2 separate regions of the Oryctolagus cuniculus genome follow, and region 1 is linked to region 2. A link is a contact called in public Hi-C data. All regions are on one chromosome and are shown on one strand. The core of a region is the stretch at or near the end of the contact, and the rest is flanking DNA. Distances in the headings are between cores, read along the strand shown. Region 1 overlaps BDKRB1 (bradykinin receptor B1). Region 2 has its middle 16 kb from the start of C20H14orf132.

Region 1 (3,028 bases), core at 397-2,896, 190 kb before region 2:
ATCACCGGGTTCAGGCAGCTGTTGACGAAAGCGGAGAAGTTGGACAGCTGCAGGCCCAGGTCGGTGAACTCCTCCCAGAAGCAGCCCCCGATGGCGTGCACCTGCCACAGGCACTCCAGGAACGCGAAGAAGTGGTAGGGGGCCCAGCAGACCAGGAAGGAAGCCACGAGAGTGAGGATGAGCGCCGTGCTCTTGCTGTCCCGGGGGCCCCCGCACCGCGAGGGGACGCGCTCCCCCCGCCTCCGCAGGGAGGCCAGGATGTGGCAGTTGAAGAACAGGATGGCGGCCAGCGGGAGGAGGAAGCCCAGCAGGTTCAACTCCACCATCCTCAGCCAGTGCCAGGCCTCGTGCGGGAGCAGCAGGATGCAGGCAGAGACGTTGAGCTCCGGGACGGCTCTGACGGAGCGCAGCACGAAAGTGGGGGTGCTCAGGAGGCCCCCCGCGAGCCAGATGAGCGCGCAGGTGGCCTGAGCCCGCCGCCGCCGCCGCCCCCTCCGGCTGGCCATGGGGTGCACCAGCACCCTGTAGCGGTCCTGGCTGATGGCCACCACCAGGAAGATGCTGATGAACAGGTTGGCCTTGATGACCCCGTTCACGATGCGGCAGAGGGCGGCCCCGAAGGGCCAGTCGAATTGGTTCCGCACATTCTCTGCCCAGAAGGGCAAGCCCAGGACAAACACCAGGTCAGAAGCGGCCAGGTTGGCCAGGTAGATTTCTGCCACACTCAGTCGCCGCCGGGCCAGGAGGAAGACGGACAGGACGAAAGAGTTTCCCAGGAGGCCGAGGGTGAAGATGGCAATGATGAACGTGGGCAGCAGCCTGTGCAGCAGGTCCCAGGCATCCGGGGCGCCGCTGCAGGACGTGGCATTAGGAGGGGCGAGCTGGCTCTGGTTGGAGGGCTGGAGCTCCAGGGGGCCCTGTGAGGCCATCCACAGTGACCTGAAAAGAGCAGCACATGGAATAACACGGGGCCCGGACCCAGCCTGCTGCCTGTAGTGAACAATAAAGCTTTATCAGCACAGGGGTGCCGTGCGTGCCCGCGTCGTGTTCGGCTGCCTGTGCGCTGTTGGTGTTCACTGAGCACCTCCTTTGAGTCAGGCGCTGGGCGTGGCATTTGGGACACAGACAAAAAGTCCCTGCCCAGCGTGTGCCAACGGCCCAGAGGGAGGAGAAGGTCAGCACCAGTGGGAGTGAGCAGGCTGGCGGGCCAGCGGCTGAGGGCTGGCCGTGGGCACGGCGCAAAGCCGTCAGACTCCAGGTGCAGCTGAACCGCCGCCATCATTTTCAGTTGGGTTTCGGCGTGAGAAGGGGGGACTTGGCTGGTGCCACTTTTGACCCCAGCACCTGGAGGTGTGACATTGTCACCGACTGAGAAGGGGCTGGCAGAGTGAAGATGGGGCCGGGACCTGGGGGAAGGGGAGCAGGTCAGTTTGGGGCTGGTTTGGGTTGAGATGTCCGCTGGACATCAAGGGCACGGTGAGATACATGAGTCTCGTGCTCAGGGACGAGTCTGAGACAAGGACACACATCCGGGAGTTTAGCCACATGGATGGAGCTGGAAGCCGCACGACTGGATGAAGTCACCGAGGGAAAGCACAGAGAAGCCAGTGAGGCGCTGGGCAGCCAGACCCACAGGAAACATGAGCCACGGTGGCCCGGTGCCCGCGAGACGCCCAAGGCACAGCATCTGGGCGAGGCTGGAGGCTCTGGCCACGGCGGCTTTGTTATTTATTGCAGGGCGTAGATCCACAACTGTCTGTTTATTTTCTTATTTTGCAATACTTTTAAATTTTGCAATAAATTCTGGCAGTGATGTGCTAAAACACAAACATTACTGCACATCTAAGTACTGAACTTCTCAAGGAAGCTGATGATGAACGCGCGATTTGCACAGAATGTGGACGTTGACATCACTGGGGGCTGTGGTGACTCGAAGCTGCTCCTTTAGTAGTGCTTCCTTTAAAGATGCGCTTATTTAAAAGGCAGACTTACAGAGAGCGAGCGAGCGAGAGAGAGAGAGAGAGAGAGAGAGAGAGATCTTCCACCCACGGTGGCCAGGGCTGGGTCCAGACGCAGCCAGGAGCCTCATCAGGGTCTCCCACATGAGGGCAGGGGTCCAAGTACTTCAGCCATCTTTCACTGCTTTCCAGGTGCATTAGCAGGGAGCTGGATCAGAAGTGGAGCAGCCGGGACACAAACTGGCACTCATACAGGATGCTGGCACCGCAGGTGATGGCTTAACCCATGGCACCACAACACAGGCCCCAGAAGTTACTAATTTTAAGAAGATGGTGCCCTAAGACACGGGCTTCACCCCGATAGTCACAGAAGCCGCGGGACACACAGCCGCTCTTCGGTTCCACCTGTTCGTGCACAGAGGCACAGCAATGGCTGCTTAGGCGCCGGCTCAGTAAGAACTTGACAGGCGAGACTGCACTATCAGCACCCTCACAGTCTTCCAAGAGAAAGAGCAGCGAATTCCAATCGCCACTCAGTCCTTCACCTGGAACCAGAGGGGGCTTCTGCAAGTTCATTCCAGCCAAGCGAGACTACAGGCCTTCTTTAAATTCAGCTTAAAGTTTTTACAAGTTACTGCATTTTTGTGGGGTAATGCAAGCACACATTGTGGCCTGGTAGCCGCAGTGTCCTCACTAAATGAAGAGATCAATAAAACAGAATGGTAATGGAATAGACTGTGGTGCCTGCATGATTTGTAATTGCATTAAGTTTTAGAATTCTGCCAGCGACGTAGATGGTTTATTTCACAGAATTTATAAAATTTTAGAGCAAAGGCACAAACTCACTCAACTACCAGCTTTGTGGTGAAGTTGATGATGATATTTAAAAAGATTTATTTACTTGAAAGTCAGAGTTACACAGAGAAGGAGAGGCAGAGAGAGAGAGAGAGAGAGAGAGAGAGAGAGAGAAAGTCCTCCATCCACAGGTTCACTCTCTAAATGGCCACAACGGCCGGAGCTGGGCTGATCTGACCTAAAGCCGGGATCCGGGAGCTTCTGCTGGATCTCTC
Region 2 (3,261 bases), core at 398-2,897:
CAGGGACGACACTGTGGGCACAGTTCCAGCTTTGGGTGCTGGTCCAAGGAATCGTCCTGAAACAAATACAAGACCAGGACCTGAGTGCGTCTGCAGGCCGCTGCACTTCTGGAGGGAACCCCAGTCCTGGCCTACAGCAACAGGAAGCGGATCCCAGAGAAATGTGGCTTCCAAAGGAGCAGCCAGCAGAGGCGGGGACGGCGGAGGTGGCTGACCCAGGACTCTGTCCACTGCCAGGGGGCGTCTTTGCTGGCGTGCACGAGAGAAGTGATGTGAAGTGACAGTCTTGAGTTGTTCCCCTTCCCCCGAGGGGGTTTTCCCTGTAGCTTTGCTTTTCTTCCTCTGCCTGCTGTGGTACAGGAGATGCGTGAGGAGGGAGAGTTGATTCAGAATCCGTGCGGATGTGGCTGGACCCTGGAAGCTACATTAAGGTCTAATCAAGGGGAATGGAATTCACCTGAGCTGGGGACCCGCGCCGGCACACGGATGTGACTTGAGGTGGTCTCTGCTCTGAGATGGGGAAGACGGCGTTCACTGGTTCCAGGGCCCCCCGCTTGGTTACCAAACCCCATGGCCCACGGACGCGCGAGTCCCTTTTGTAGGATGGCGTAGTTTCCCATGGAACCTGCTCCCGTCTCCCGTGTACTTTGTCATCTCCAGATTATGTGTAATACCCAATACAGCACAAAATTAGTTGTTACACTATATTGTTTAGGAAATAATAACAAGAAAAATGAATATTTTCAGCTTTGACATAATTTTTAAGATGTTTTTTATTTGGAAGGCAGAGTCGCAGAAAGAGGGAGAGATCTGCTATCCTCTGGATCCCTCCCTAGAGGACTGCAACACCCGGGGCTGGGTCAGGCCGAAGCCAGGAGCCCAGAACTCCATCTGGGTCTCCCGCATGGGTGCAGGGGCCCAAGCACCTGGGCCATCTTCCACTGCTTTCCCAGGTGCATTAGCAGGGAGCCAGATCAGAAGTGGAACAACCAGGAGACAAACTGGTGCCCATATAGGATGCTGGTGCCATTGTAATTTTTAAAAAATATTTTAGATCTGCAGTTGGTTTAACTCTTTAATGTGTAACCCGCAGGCATGGAGGGCCACCCTTGCGTGAGTTTGTTGTGTGCATTAGGAGCAGGTGTCTCTGAGGGTGTGGGAAGACCGCGGTAGGTGGGACTGGGCACCGACAGGGCAGGATGGAGTTGACATCCGGGTCTCTGCCTGGCATCCGTCCTGGTGCTCCCTTCTCTGAGGGGTCTGCTCTTGCTTGGGGAACACAGGGGTTAGGCCAGGCTGACCGCTCCTCCACCTCCCAGCTTCTTAGCCTCAGGAAGCTATCTTCCCATGACCCAGACCCGGACACTCAGCCCTTACATCTGACAATCCAGAAAGAACAGATGCGTGCTGCCACAGGAGCCAACCAGTACTTCCTCTGGAAGCCCTGGGACCGAAGAGCACCCCTTTCCCTTGAGGCCCCGAAACTGGCCGCATCCTGACCCAACGAAGGGGGCGTCTGCGTGGAAGCTGCGCGATCTGAACTGCAAGACAGAGTGAGACAGGTTCACAGCAGCACCCTCTGGGCCCCTGACCTCTGGACGCCTGGAACGTCAGCCAAGTAAGCCAGGAAACTGACCTCCTGCTCTGCCGCTGGGGCTGAGTTGCTGCCGTTTGCTGCTGACCGCCTTGACTTCCAAGAACTGGGGCTGAGCCGGCGCCGCGGCTCACTAGGCTAATCCTCCGCCTTGCGGCGCCGGCACACGGGGTTCTAGTCCCGGTCGGGGTGCCGGATTCTGTCCCGGTTGCCCCTCTTCCAGGCCAGCTCTCTACTGTGGCCAGGGAGTGCAGTGGAGGATGGCCCAAGTGCTTGGGCCCTGCACCCCATGGGAGACCAGGAGAAGCACCTGGCTCCCGGCTCCTGCCATCGGATCAGCGCGGTGTGCCGGCCACAGCAGCCATTGGAGGGTGAACCAACGGCAAAGGAAGACCTTTCTCTCTGTCTCTCTCTCTCTCTCCCTGTCCACTCTGCCTGTAAATAAAAAAAATAAAAAATAAATAAAAAAGGACTGGGGCTGGCTCTTGAGGCCACAGCGGTTGGCATGTGGGAGCGCTGAGAACTGCCCTTGGTCTACTCAGCGTTCCCGGCTCTCATGTACCTGAAAATGGCTCGACAAACTCCCATCAGCCACTGCTAGCTCTGTAGCTGTGTGAGCCCAGCAGAGTGTAGACGTGTCAGTCACAGAGGTGTAGACGTGTCAGTCACAGAGGTGTGGACGTGTCAGTCACAGAGGTGTGGAAACCACCACTGTCGGACTAAATTCAGCTCTTGTTGGTTACTTGGGAAGTGTGTGGGGGTGAATATAATCATCACTGGCTTTTGTTGTGTAGCTTTATTTTGAGACCAGTGCAGACACTAAGATCTTGCGAGATACGGCGGAGAGCTCCCGCATACTACACACCCAAGCTCATCAGTTATTAACACGTTGCTGCGTTTCATTTATCATTCTTTTTATAGCACGTATTTGTATTGGTTTTTCTCTGAACCATTTGCCTAAGCTCTCCAACATCACACATTCTTACCCACAGTTATCATGTACATTTAAGAACAAGGACATTTATTTTACAGTATAATTATCAAAATCAGGTAACTTAATGTTGATATTCTGGAAAAAAATCATTCAAAGTTCACCAATAGTCCCATAACGTCCTTTAGGGTCATTTTGATTCTAATGCCAGGTCCAATTTGGGGATTTAGTGTTACATTTCATTTTATTTGCTTTTTAGTCTCCTTTAGTCTGGAACGGCTTCTTAGCTTAATTTTCTTGACATTGGTATTTTTATTTTGCAGACGGTCCCTTAGCTGGGTTCATCTGATGACCCGGCATGTTAGAGGCACGGTACACATTTTGGGTGTGTGCTTGTCAGGGTGCCACATCATCCCACTGTGGATGGGTCACTTGGCTATGGAGTTAGCTCCCAGGCTCCTGTACTGTAGAGCTGCCACTGCCCCCTTTGAATTCACAAGTAACGGCGAGGAGGTCCCCTGAACAGCGTGTCTTGTTCTCCACTGAACTTGCGCACTGTTGTAGCGTCCAGCGATGATCCTGGCCTGACTCGGGCAGCACTAGGACAGCCCCAGAAGGCAGCTGACCAGAGCCATCATCCTTTCCACCTCTACCAGTCAGGAGCTCTTTCCTTGTCTTGCACCTCCTGGAACAGGAGAACTGGGTCCTTTCTCCCTTGGAAGTTTGCTGGATTCCA

What was found. Hi-C and Micro-C count contacts between places; a contact is called where the count stands out from the background.
Region 1: a Hi-C map of an unstated tissue shows a contact between it and region 2, with 4 times the contacts expected there. The contact joins two enhancer-like sites. A contact is called at or near these places in 3 of 6 Hi-C or Micro-C datasets (ear pinna, psoas muscle and an unstated tissue).

Annotation. Positions count from the first base shown.
Region 1 is chr20:40,659,794-40,662,821 of mOryCun1.1, reverse strand. It overlaps BDKRB1 (bradykinin receptor B1), which reads right to left. Exons shown (of 2, transcript NM_001082347.1): 2 at 1-939. The coding sequence starts at 929. Among named protein-coding and RNA genes, the nearest start is that of BDKRB1, 4.6 kb to the right of the region's middle. Within about 2 kb of position 1,646, at least 2 of the 8 cell types and tissues checked have an H3K27ac peak or open chromatin away from gene starts, as enhancers often do.
Region 2 is chr20:40,468,222-40,471,482 of mOryCun1.1, reverse strand. No RefSeq gene overlaps it. Among named protein-coding and RNA genes, the nearest start is that of C20H14orf132, 16 kb to the left of the region's middle. Within about 2 kb of position 1,647, at least 1 of the 8 cell types and tissues checked has an H3K27ac peak or open chromatin away from gene starts, as enhancers often do.